2 separate regions of the Mus musculus genome follow, and region 1 is linked to region 2. A link is a contact called in public Hi-C data. All regions are on one chromosome and are shown on one strand. The core of a region is the stretch at or near the end of the contact, and the rest is flanking DNA. Distances in the headings are between cores, read along the strand shown.

Region 1 (3,522 bases), core at 365-2,864, 97 kb before region 2:
TGGAAGATGGATGAACGTCTGCCCAGAAGAAGGATGCTGGCATACAATGCTCAGAATGAGCAGTGCCACAAGGACAGACCAGGAGAGCTGCCTTTCTGGCACACACACGTGGCTCCTTCATGTTATCACGAGAAACCAAGACGTTCCAGTTAAAGCAACTTAAGTATCTTTATTTATATTATATTATGGATATGATTGCTCTATCTGCATGTACACCTGCATGCCAGAAGAGGGAGGGCATCAGACCTCATTATAAATGGTTGTGAGCCACCATGTGGTTGCTGGGAATTGAACTCAGGACCTCTGGTAGAGCAGCCAATGCTCTTAACCACTGAGCCATCGCTCTAGCCCAGCAACTTAAGTATCTTAAAGAGATAAACCATTTTACATTTATTTCTTCCCCTGCATATGTGCATGCACATGTGGAGATCAGAGAACTACTTCCAGGAGTTGGTTTACTCCTTCCACCATGTGGGTCCGAGGAATCAAAATCAGATCAGGCTTGTTGGCAAAGGTCTCTACCAGTCCAATCTTGCCAGCCCAATCTTCTACATCTTTGAACATGACAGGGTATCACTATGTAGCCCTGGCTCCCCCTGGAAATTGTTATATAGACCAGGCTGAACTTGCCTCTGACTCCCTAGTGCTGGGATTACAGGCATGCATCACTAAGCTTGTCAAAAAATTGTTTTGCTCTCTTAGATGAAGTGTATTAGTATATTCTTTCTGTTGTACAGTCTGGCATTATAACCCCAACTGTTACACTAATACATTAGTCACAGCTAGGTCCTTTACAGAATATGTGATCTCACTGTACTCTTCTAAGAAGAGAAACTGAGTCATAAAATGTCAACTTGTTTCCCAAGCACACACTTAGTTTAAACTGAGGCCCTGTTAAACCCAGTTTGCCTTCCTATGCCCTTCTTCAAGCCATGGCTGCGTCTCAGCATGCCCACCCACGCCTGCTGTTCTTCCAACTTCAAATCAGGTCGTCAAAGATAAGCGTATATGATCTTTTAAAGCCAACAGAGAAATTTCATTCTTCCACCCCCTTCCTGCCCCTCAAGAAAGAGAAAGGTAAAAAAAAGGAACGAAGTGCAGGAGAGGACAGAGTAGGTAAGAGGTGGCTCCCAACAGGACTCACCTTGGAGCTGAGGTCCTCTCTCCGGTTTCCTGCTTTACTTCTGCGTAATTTGATGGATGGAGACCTCAGCAAGTTCTTGATACGGCTAGTAATGGTTGACCCTTCTCCAGCCATCATAACGAGGAGCCCCTAAGGACAGTCCCTGGCCTAGCCTTTGGACTTGTCTCAACAGCGGTACTGCCTTCTCGTTCAACACAGCCTTCGGATATGCACTTTCACTGGCCTGAGATGGCAGAAGCAACCTTATCATCACAGTAGGTGTCTTCTGCTTGTCACCAACTCTTACTCTGGGCATTGCCCTGCGCTTTCCCACTCCCCATCCCCACCCTAGCCTGCTAGATTTTTTTTTACAAGGGGAGGACGACCCCTGGAGTGAAGAAATGTCAGGCCCACACCTGCCAGAGGCGTTTAACTGAAGAATCGGATGAACTAGTGACCAGTCGGGCGCCGGTTACAGCCCAAGTGTTCCCATGGTAACTGAGGTGTCCAAGGGAGGAGGCCTCCGAAGCCACTGGGCAAGGGGCCGAAGCACCGAGCTGGCCGCCGGGCTCACGCTGGCCCGAGCCGATGCGAGAAGCTCCCTCCCGCACCCGAGTCTTGGGAGCTCCGTTTTAGCCCCCCACACCCACTGCCTACTTCAGAAACCCTACTACTCGTCAGCGCCCCCGTTCGCTGGGGCCCAGCTCACAGCGCCCTCCGGCATCGCGATCGACGGCTTCAGCTCTGCTGCCGCAGCCGCAGCAGTAGCTATGGTGGCACCAGCGGCTCAAAACGCGAACTAGAGCCTGGGCCGAGCTGCGCTGGGAGGGCGGGGCCTAGTAAAGGGGGTGCGGTCTGTGGCAGATTGGTTCCCGATTGGACGACTGATGCCTATGGGGGCGGAACCAAGGAATGAACCAAGAACGCAGAGGTCTCGGATTCTGCACAGTATAATTGTGGGTACCGCTCCTAAAGGAAGGTCAATGTAATATTGCTTTAGAATTGAGAGAACCTGGCCTTTTACGGTATTATCAGGCATGGTCCTCTTAGAGAACTTTGATAACCACGCCTCCAGGCCTAAGATTGATATTTGGTGGGCCTAGGAGATTACGGCTGAAATTTAATTCCTAACTCATAAAAAAAAAAAAAAAAAAAAAAAAAAAGGAGGGGGGGGGTTTGGGATGCTGCCAAAAGAACTCCTTTCCATTCCAAGTGCTGGGATTTAACGCAGTTGGAATCGTTTCTGATTCCGGCCAGCCTAACACAATGACTCACGCAGAGTAACTCAATTTACACACTTTTGAACTTAATCTATCAGTGATGGAAGACTCAAGCCTCAAAATAGAGCCTTAGGGTAGGTTGTGAACTGAAAAGGCACCCATGATATAATCCATCATTTCCTTAGCTGCCAACGTCCTTATAGCATTTAACAAGAAATACTGTTAACAGCATTAACAGTATTTTTGCTACTCCAGATCTTTTCTGTCTTTTCAAAAATTGCAAACACCCCTAGGGCTGACACCGATGTCAAAGTTTGCTGCTATCAGGTTTTGTTTGTTTTGTTTTGTTCTAGCTCATGGAGATAGGGGAAATACCACATACTCATGCTTCATAGATTTGTAAGTTGGCTAGAATTTTTCATCTAGCTACTACTTCAAGAAATTACCTTGGGGGTTGGGGAGCGCTGGACAGATGGATTGGTGATTAAGAGCGCTGGCTTCTTTTCATAAGACTCAGGTTTAATTTACCAGCACCCTTATGGCATATCACAACAGTTCCCAGGGATTTGTCTCCCTCTTTTGGCCTCCATCATAGGCACCAAGCAAAACACCCAAACACATAATTTCTTTAAATAAAATAAAACTGCCTTCTGAAAAGGCTAGCTTAAGCCAAAAGGCCTGTACCCAACTAGAACAGTACACTGACATGTCCCCCATTCCAGACCGTAGGAACTGCTGAGGAAAATGGTAGTTAGAGGGAAGGATCCTTAAAAAATGGTTTAGTGGCCGGGCGGTGGTGGGACATGCCTTTAATCCCAGCTCTTGGGAGGCAGAGGCAGGCGGATTTCTGAGTTCGAGGCCAGCCTGGTCTACAAAGTGAGTTCCAGGACAGCCAGGGATATACAGAGAAACCCTGTCTCGAAAAAACAAAAAACAAACAAAAAAGTTTAGTGGTACTTGCACAATCTGTGTTCAAACAGGAAGGTACCTGTGTACTATATAGCTACGTATTGGATACAAATGTCAACAGCAACTGGACGCCTAAAGCCACACATTATAGATTTTAGGAAACTAAAATGGTACTTCCAATTTTACCGCCTAGACCCGAAGACAAGAATGATCACCTCTAACTATATTAACTCGGCACCATTAATCATCTGCGATTTGACCTACTCACAA
Region 2 (3,375 bases), core at 568-3,067:
CAATTAGTGGTCATAAACAGCAAACCGTTTCACTTCTTTGGTTTTATTTTTCATGACTGTTGAGTTCTCTTTATCACAAACACTTTACATGGAACTTCATGTCAAACTTGGTTTACCCAGGATCATCCCTTTGGTTAGTAAATAAACGTGTTTGTGCTTAAAAAAAAAAAAAAAAAAAAGCATTATCTTGAGGCTGGAAATCTTGTTCAATGATCATAGATGATCCCCGGCATACACGTGCTGACTCACAACCATTCATAACTCCAGTTCCAGGGGAATATAACACCTTCTTTTGACCTCTGAGAGCACCAGGCACATACATTCAGACAAAGCAGTCAATACACACATTTTAAAAATAAACCACACCGAGCGGTGGTGGCACATGCCTTTAATCCCAGCACTTGGGTAGCAGAGGCAGGTGGATTTTCAAGGCCAGCCTGGTCTATAGAGTGAGTTCCAGGACAGCCAGGGCTACACAGAGAAACCCTGTCTCGAAAAACCAAAGTAAATAAATAAATAAACCAAAATAAGAAGAGGGGAGGGGAGGAAACAGCAAGAAGGAAGAAAGCAAAGGAGGAAGAAAGGAAGGAAGGAAAGAGAAGAGAAACTGGAGAGGAAGAGGAAGAACAGGAGGAAGAGGAAAAGGAGAGCAGCAGCAGCAGCATTATCTGGGATATGATCTCTGAACTCAGGAGTCTGAGGCAGAGACTGGAGTTCAAGGTTAGCCTAGGTTAAGTGTGATGTTAATTCATGCTTATAATCTCAGCAATCAGGAGCCACAGTTTTAATATTAAACTAGGTTAAAATGTGAAATCAATTTTAAATACTCCCCCATTTTATTTTAAAAATAAAACTAGTGACATGGCTTAGCGGGTAAAAGAACAAGGCAGACAACCTGAGTTCAATTCCTGAGACCCACATGGTAGAATGAGAAAATTAGCACACAAGTTGTGCTATATGTGCACCCACACACACAAATAAATAAATGTAATAAAAAAATTTTGAATAGGGCCATCAAGATAGTTCAGTGGGTAAAGGTCCTTCCCCCCTGGCCTGTCAGCCTGAGCTTGGGTCCCAAGACCCACATAGAAGGAAGAACCAACTCCTGAAAGTGTTCCTCTGACTTTCACATATGAACTGTTACATATGCACACACAAATATACACACACATACACACACTAAATGGATGAATGCATACACAATAAAAATAAGTGAAATAAAAATAAAAGAAAAATATTAGGTAAAGTGCTTGCTGCATGGCCAGAGAACCTGAATTCAATCCCCCAGAAATCATGTAAAAAAGCTGGGCACAGCAGCTCACATCTGTAACCCCAGTGCTGAGAGACAGACACAGAAGGATTCTCAGAGCTCACTGGCCATCCCTTCTAGACAAATCAATAAGATCAATGAGCTCCAGGTTCAGTAAGAGAGCATGTCTTTAAAAAAAAAAAAAAAAAGAGGGGCAATTGAAGAAAATATCCAATTTCAACCTCCAACTGCAACATAAACATGCCTACATACACACATAAACACATATACACACAATTAAAAGAACTAGGAGAATTCCAGGACAGCTAGACACACACAAAGAAACTCTGTCTCTAAAAACACAAATGTACATATGTCTACACACATACATAGATAATTTAAATATCTATACTAAACCCCAACTCTGTCTCATCAAAAAAAAAAAAACAAACAAACAAACAAACCAACAACAACAACTATCAGAGGACTGGAGAGATGATGGCTCAATAGTTAAGAGCACTGACTGGTTTGCCAAAAGTCCAGAGTTCAATTCCAAGCAACCACATGGTGGCTTACACAATCTGTAATGGAAACTGATGCCCTCTTCTGGTGTGTTTAAAGACAGTGACAACCTACTCATATGCATAAAATAAATAAATAAATCTTTTAAAAAAGAAAGAAAGAAAACTATCAGAGTCATCAAGAACTCTGAGAAACCATCAAGCAAGAGCTTAAGAAGACATAACTATAGCCTAGTATGATGGCATGTGCCTGAAATTCCAGTATTTAGAAGGCTAGGAAGATCAGGAGTTGAAGACAGGCTTCAGCTACCTAGCAAGTTTGAGATAAATTTAGATAGGTAAAAATAAAAATGGTAAACCACAGGAACGATAGTATAACTACAAAAAGTACTATGTTCTAGGTGCAAAGGCTTCAGTCCGTCTATTCTGGAGACCAAGGCAAAAGGATAGTAAATTCCAGGCCAATCTGGGCAACAAAGCAAAACTCTTTTCTCAAAATAAGTTGTTTTTGTTTTGTTTTTCTTTAATTTTTTTTAGATCTTTATTTATTTATACATATAAGTGCTCTATTTTCATGAAGAGAGCATCAGACAGAAGAGAGCATCAAATACCATTATAGACAGTTGTGAGCCACCATGTGGTTGCTGGGAATTGAACTCAGGACCTCTGGTGGAGCAGCCAGTGTTCTTAACCACTGGGCTATCTCTCCAGCCCCTCAAAGCAAGTTTTAAAGACATGATTTTTTTTTCCCCACCAATCTTTATGGTTCTGAGGAATTTTTTTAAGGGGGGGTTGTTTACATTTATTATCTATTGTGTGTTTCAATACATTGCATATATGTATATGCAATATAGTGTATATATTGTTTGTATATATGCTAATATATACATGTAGGTACATGCCACAATGCACATGTAAAGTCAGAGGACAATTAGAGAAAAGCTAGGTCTCTCCTTTTACCATGTGCCTTCCAGGGACTGAATTCAGACTGTCAGCTGTAGGGTAAATATCTTTACCCACTGAGACATCCTGCCTACCTTAAGAAAAACATTTGAGATCATTTGGTATCATCTATAGCTCAGTTTGGCCAAGACCAAGAAGCAATTCTGCTTCTGCTTTCCAAGTGCTGAGATTGCAGGAGAGTGCCGTCACACCTGCTGTCCACCCAGTCTTCTTCAAAGCAGTAATCTTGGGTTTTTTGAGACAAGACTCATTAAGCAGCCCATAGTAGCCTAAAATTCATCATTTACTGCTTTACCCTCCGAAATACTGGGATTACAAGTATACAGACCACTCGCTTGGCCCCAGAGTAATAATTTTCTAATTTTACCTTTTATATTCAAATAATTAATTCACCTGAACTTGATTCACCTGAATTTTAGTTTTTTTCCCCCAAATGATTAGCTAAATAGTCCAAAATGATTAAAGAACATTTCCCACAGGATATGAAATGTCACTTCTGTAAAACTAAACTATATTAATTTATATGTTTCTACATTCATTATTTTGTCCTGCCTACTTCAAGGTTAGTACTTAACTTTTGTTTGTTGTTTTGTTTTGTTTTGATACAGGATGGCAATGTGTGACCCAGTCTAACCTCTCTCC

What was found. A called contact is a pair of places that touch in the nucleus more often than the background predicts.
Region 1: a contact with region 2 is called in a Hi-C map of liver, with 2.1 times the contacts expected there. The contact joins the promoter of Mapkbp1 here to the enhancer-like site in region 2. A contact is called at or near these places in 7 of 39 promoter capture datasets (the 3T3-L1 cell line, cranial neural crest, frontonasal cranial neural crest and 4 more), 2 of 484 Hi-C or Micro-C datasets (liver and muscle stem cells), 4 of 115 datasets of contacts at active chromatin or transcription factors (effector CD8 T cells, embryonic stem cells and memory CD8 T cells) and 2 of 9 other capture datasets (adipose tissue and pancreatic islet).

Annotation. Positions count from the first base shown.
Region 1 is chr2:119,970,791-119,974,312 of GRCm38.p6, reverse strand. It overlaps Mapkbp1 (mitogen-activated protein kinase binding protein 1), which reads right to left and starts at 1,614. Exons shown (of 30, transcript NM_011941.3): 1 at 1,145-1,614. The coding sequence starts at 1,261.
Region 2 is chr2:119,874,598-119,877,972 of GRCm38.p6, reverse strand. It overlaps a transcript of Mga not described here and the pseudogene Gm13998. Among named protein-coding and RNA genes, the nearest start is that of Mga, 21 kb to the left of the region's middle. Within about 2 kb of position 1,817, at least 2 of the 459 cell types and tissues checked have an H3K27ac peak or open chromatin away from gene starts, as enhancers often do. A contact at or near this core is called in liver, where this site is marked.